2 separate regions of the Mus musculus genome follow, and region 1 is linked to region 2. The links are chromatin contacts, called in public HiChIP or PLAC-seq maps. All regions are on one chromosome and are shown on one strand. The core of a region is the stretch at or near the end of the contact, and the rest is flanking DNA. Distances in the headings are between cores, read along the strand shown. Region 1 overlaps Mme (membrane metallo endopeptidase). Region 2 overlaps Mme (membrane metallo endopeptidase).

Evidence for each region. HiChIP or PLAC-seq counts read pairs in DNA pulled down with a chosen protein or histone mark.
Region 1: an H3K4me3 HiChIP or PLAC-seq map of intestinal villus epithelium shows a contact between it and region 2, with 7 read pairs. The contact joins two enhancer-like sites. A contact is called at or near these places in 5 of 484 Hi-C or Micro-C datasets (Sertoli cells, brown adipocytes, embryonic stem cells and 2 more) and 4 of 115 datasets of contacts at active chromatin or transcription factors (the NIH/3T3 cell line, embryonic fibroblasts, embryonic stem cells and 1 more).

Annotation. Positions count from the first base shown.
Region 1 is chr3:63,349,456-63,352,312 of GRCm38.p6, forward strand. The region is part of intron 16 of Mme (membrane metallo endopeptidase); the gene reads left to right. Among named protein-coding and RNA genes, the nearest start is that of Mme, 56 kb to the left of the region's middle. Within about 2 kb of position 1,461, at least 15 of the 459 cell types and tissues checked have an H3K27ac peak or open chromatin away from gene starts, as enhancers often do. A contact at or near this core is called in intestinal villus epithelium, where this site is marked.
Region 2 is chr3:63,314,096-63,316,878 of GRCm38.p6, forward strand. All of the region lies in intron 3 of Mme (membrane metallo endopeptidase), which reads left to right. Among named protein-coding and RNA genes, the nearest start is that of Mme, 20 kb to the left of the region's middle. Within about 2 kb of position 1,441, at least 16 of the 459 cell types and tissues checked have an H3K27ac peak or open chromatin away from gene starts, as enhancers often do. A contact at or near this core is called in intestinal villus epithelium, where this site is marked.

The DNA of each region.
Region 1 (2,857 bases), core at 211-2,710, 35 kb after region 2:
TATATATATATATATATATATATATATATATATATATATATATATATATATATATACTGATGCCCAGCTCAGTGCTCCTAGATCTTGAGGTATTTGCTCTGAGACTGGAGCCCAGATACTAGGGTTCTTCCTAAGCACTGCTCTCCAATACAATCCTCTGAGTTTGTCTCTTTTTGTAGCATTCTTTTTCTGTATTTATTTTAAGAAAGAAAGGAAGGGAAGGGAAGAGAAGAAAGAGAGAAAAAGAGAAAAAGAGAGAGAGAGAGAGAGAGAGAGAGAGAGAAAAGAAAAGAAAAGAAAAGAAAAGAAAAGAAAAGAAAAGAAAAGAAAAGAAAAGAAAAGAAAAGAGAGAGAGGCAGGGTGATGAAGATCTTTCCCAAAGTGATGCCTTTAATTTTGTGAAATTTATTTTTGTGTTTTAAATTCACCATAAGCACTCTGGCTATAATGCCATTAAATTGTCAGGACTGAATCGTAAGAGGTGTATTGTAATAAAAAAAAGTTGCCGGTATTTCATTACAGTTTCTCCCCATGAAAGCTTCTCACTTACATGGCACTAGTTTAATAGGAGAAGAGTGACCGTTGTTGTCTCTGTCCTTGTTTCATTTGTCCCCAGGTTCAGGTCCTCACTGACAGACAATGTCAGAAAGACAAATGTATAGTGTCCACTTCATTCATGTACCCTGAAGTCACATTTCATACTCAGATCCTTATTCCCAAACACTAGCAGGAGGGATCTAAATTCACACCCATATTGAAATGGTAGGGTTCAGACTATAAACTATTATTCACTTATGTTACAGGGTGCTTTACAGAAATGCTGATGCATAAAAATTTCAAGTTACCAACCAGTGTAAATAAATTCAATTAACGAACTAGTAACTCCAATATCCTTTCTTTTCCCATTCCACGTGCTCCCAGTGTGCACGTGCATGTACTTCTTGAAGTCTACCATCCTTATTACATATGACTATTTTAATCTGGCCCAAGTCCATCTGCTGAGCTTCACACTTAATATCTAGCTGATTACAAGCATTTCTGCTTAGCTATATCATTAACCACACAAGAGCAACATTTTCCTCTTAAACAAAAATTAATCTTGTTCCTTGTATCTGTCCATTTTCTAGAAGCTTCAAATTTGTTCCCGCCCTGACAGAAACCAGGGCCTCATCTTGATTATTCTGGCCTGTTCTGGTTTATCCATAGTGCTAACAAAAATCTCGATCTAAAGCAAAGGACTACATTCATCCGCTGCTAGTTAAATATTATATAGGAATGTATAAACGCTTCAGTTTAATTGTCTCCACTTTGCTTCCTTATCACATTGTCCCTGGTGATTTAATTTTAAAAACACTTTTACTTCCAATTTTCCCGTGTTTCCACTTCATCTTCATACTGCTATCCCCCAAGGTCTCAAGGATACAGCCTGAGTCATGTTCTTTCTGATTAGAAACCTTCCCTGTGTTTCCTGTTGCTTAGATCAGGAAATAAAAACTTTTGAAAAAGTCCAAAGTTCCCATAGCTTCCAGTAGCTCTCCATAATTCCTTCATAGTCACCCAAACTTCCCCTCAGTCCAAAAAACTAGCTGTATGCAATGCTTTCAGATTACCAGACCCCAGCCTTTCCCTTATTGCTTCTGAACTTATAGCATCCTTTTTGTTTGTTTTTTTTTGTTTGTTTGTTTGTTTTATTTTTTGAAACAGGGTTTCTGTATATAGTCATGACTGTCCTACGTCTTGCTATGTGGGCCAGGCAGGCCTCAAAATTATTAGATCTTCTTTCCTATATCTCCTGAGTACTAAGGTGTGGGGCAGTGAGCTGTGATAGGCAGCCTGGTCCCCCGGTCATACTCAAGCTTACAACCCCAGAGACTGTCCTTTTCAGGGACAGTCACCTACAGGGTCTCCAGGGTTCTAAGACTGAGATGAACTGGGGACCAGGCTGCCTATCACAACTCACTGCCCCACACTGAGGTTAAAGATAAGCACCGTCACAGCATGTAACATTTTTTCTTCCCTTTTTAAAAAAATCTAACAGCAATCTCTACATGGCTTGACTCATATGTTATCCCCTTTATTCCCTGTACCTTGGCAGCTTTCTGTTCACCCATACAGAACTGTACCTTGCAAATTTCAGTCAAAGCACCAGTAAAGTTTGATGTTGAAGAAACTGACTTGTATAAAAAGAAGAAACCAATGTCAATTAATAGAATGTGGACCCTTTGCACATGTTGTTAGAGCATGCAAATGCAATTGCCAATTTGTAATAATGTTGACAAAGTTAATTTAGCAGATAAAATAAAAAAATGCTTCTATCTCCATATTTTACTTCCACAGCTGGTGAAGTTATACATCCCTATGGCTGTTCTCTGTTAAATACATTTTAAAACCTAATCTTAAGGAATGTGCATGCGATATGTCCAAGTTAATGATTTGGGTAAAGGACCTCCCTTTGCACTGGTGAACACTCACACCTGCAAAGAACTGGGATTTGAATAATTTTAAAACTTTATATGGTTTCTGGATGCCTATGCATATTTTTTTCTTTTACCCTGAACATGATGTCTCTTGAGGTTTTTGTGTAATTGCAAAGGAATTTCAAATATGTCCAGCTCAGTAAAAAATAGCACTGAACTGGAAGTATAATAAGTCCTGGCAAGGTTACTTAATAATAAAAAAGATGACTTAATAACACATCTAAAATCACTTACTTCTACTAACATAATTGTTCACTTAATGTTAATAGGACAAAAATAAACCTCAAGAGTTGTGTGTTCATGAACAAGAAAACTATAAGAATTCCTAATGAGTCTTTTAGTGTTGATACTGACTTTAAAATAAATTTCCAATTGATAAT
Region 2 (2,783 bases), core at 191-2,690:
ATAGACTAAAATTGTATATCCGACCCGTACACACGGGGAAGGATAAAGTAAGATAGAAATTTTAAAAATTGAATTAAAAATAGCAAAACATAAAATGTATAAGGAGATGAAGAGGACTGATGTCCTGTCCCTCAGGAACTCCACTCGGATCACTGGCATTCAGGGATCTGAGTGCAGAGCCTGGGTATATGTAAGCCTTCCCTGGCCTGGGTGGAGATGCAGTCTCTTTTTGCCTAGTCTAGTGGTGTGGAATTCAGCTCTTTGTCACCTTACTTTTCCTTCTCTGGCTATCTAGATGTCTGTCTTCCACTGAAGGAAGAACCTTTGCAAGGCTTTTCTGTGTTGATCTTTGTGTTGTTTGTCCTACAACCAGAGTGTGTGGGCCATGGACTTGTCAGAGGAAGTTATATCCCTAGGTGCCTTTCATTCCCTCGGTCCCAGATGCAGCTATCAGCAAACTTTCCACTGTGTGTCTTAGACCTTGGCACCTCTAAGTCCTTGCTCTCATTTGTCACTCTTCCAAGGAGCCACTCTATGGCTCAGACCAGATTCCCACTGTGTAGAGCATTGCACAGCTCAGATTCAAAAGATTTCCCTCTTGCTAGAGCAAATGGAATTCTTACAGAACTCTCAAATTGCCAAAGACTTATAATCAGACCAGTGATCAAGTCATTACTTACAAATATTTCCCACAAGAACTGTTAAGTTCTTTGGCTTAATTTTCTGGTATAGTGAATTTAATCAGATGAAATTTAGATGCCTTTTCTACCTTCAATATTCTGAAGTGAAATGAGCTCATTATTCCAAAAACACATGTATAGAGGAATTAAAAAATTATCTTAACTGAAAGCCAAGAATCAAAATAGTAACAATATGTGTGACTGAAAAATATATTTTCATTATATTTCCTTGACTCTAATAATGTAATATACACATAGCTGTGAATTTTTGAAAACAGTGTACATCATATTCTGGAGCAACTCTCTGACAGTATGTTGAGGAGAAATGACACAAGCTAAACCTTGAAAGCCAGATTAATAAACGTACCCATTTTAAGAATACCTGTTGTGAAACTCTGTATACTACACACCAACTAAGGTTAAGAACACAAAGTCATAGAAAACAAGTGGAGAGATGTGGAAAACTGACATTATGGCCATACTCCATGTGGGGCCTAAGGGCAAGCTCAGCCTCATTCTAGCCTGGAACTCATTGGGTCCAAGGTCAGTGACTAAGTGTCTCCATATCCAGCCGGCCTTGTGCCTGGTCTGCTTTTGACCTCTGCTCCCATCCGTGGGTTCTAGTCTAGTCCCTTGAGGTCTTCACTCCTGGCTCATTCCCCAGTTCTGGCTAGTGAGTTTCTGCTGTCTTTCTGATCCGAGAGACTGAATGTAGCTGGATTCCTCACCTCGTAACCTTTCCCCAGAAGCTGAAGAGCTGCAGGCTCCTTAGAGCTCCACACCTGTTGCTGGTTTGCCACTTACTTCCAGCTGCCCTTGGCTCGCTCCGTGACCTGCTTCTTCCTGTTGCTCCTAGCAAGGAGTTTCTTCCAGGCTTGATCACGTACAATCTATCTAAACCAGTATTCCATCTCACTGGACTGCTCTGACACAATCTCCCAAGCCCCATTTATATAAATGGCAAAAAATGTAATACAGTGAACTGTTCATTCCTCGGAAGGATTGGTTTCTCTGCAATCTAGGGGAGAAAGCTGAAGGTCTTACCAGTCCATCAGCTACCTACTACTACATCTATGAATTTTAAAGCCTTAAAGAAAAGAGGAATCCATTTTGCCTTATTTAATAAACAAAAATCTAATTACGTAAAAAAGTTCAAAAATTTCAGATAGTGCCTATCTAACTAAATGAGCACATAAAAGTCATTTTCAATTTGACATCTTTTATTTATGTGTGGGTTTTAGTTTATAAACAGCAGATGGAGATAAGTTAACTGAGAACAAAGGATCTTTTTTGGAGTATCTATTATGGACTAGTTTTTATTGTACAGGATGGTGGGATTCAAATCTTTATTCTGAGTGTTCTTACAGTTACGAATGTTTTAATATTTTTTGGGTCACCTCAAGACACATTCTGAGTTATTTCTCAGATATCGTGAGTGCTGTACCAGGAAGAGAACTTCTTTAATAGCAGAGTACATTATATACTTCACCCAGAAGTTTAGGTTGAACAATGTGTGGTTTGTGACTTACAAAACTGTAAATTTAATAACTTTGATCTTACTCATCGTCCTGTTTTCAACAACTAACAAGGTACATGGCACAGAATTATTAGAACTTCGTGTAATATATGCCCGTGTTCCCTGATGCCTTAGCATAAAGTCCCCAGCCATTCAGCTGTGCTAGGTCATTTGTCAGCACCTGACAGGCAAAGTTGGACAGGGAAGAGGTATTGTCAGTCTCCTGTAGTCCTGTCTGAAAATCAGGTTTCTTAGTTCTGCACAAACCTGTAAGGTTGCACGTTCCTAACTGATGCATCTCCTTTGCTAGTAGTTATCTCTTTTCCCTGTCATTTCATTTGCCTTGCTAACTCTTCCTCTTAAGCTAGACTTGGGCCAATGAGGAAACAATTTCAGTAGTCATGCATCCTTCTGGGCCCACATTTTTTCTATTGTAGGGAGAGTTTTCACCTAAGCATTTACATGGAGAAGAACTGCCAGTTTCTAGGCCCAAAGTCTCCACCAGCCTAGGTTTCTCTCTTCTGTGCCAGTTTGCTCTGCCCCCATGATTCTCAATGTGGTTTCTGTTCTCTTTAATCTAAACTCCT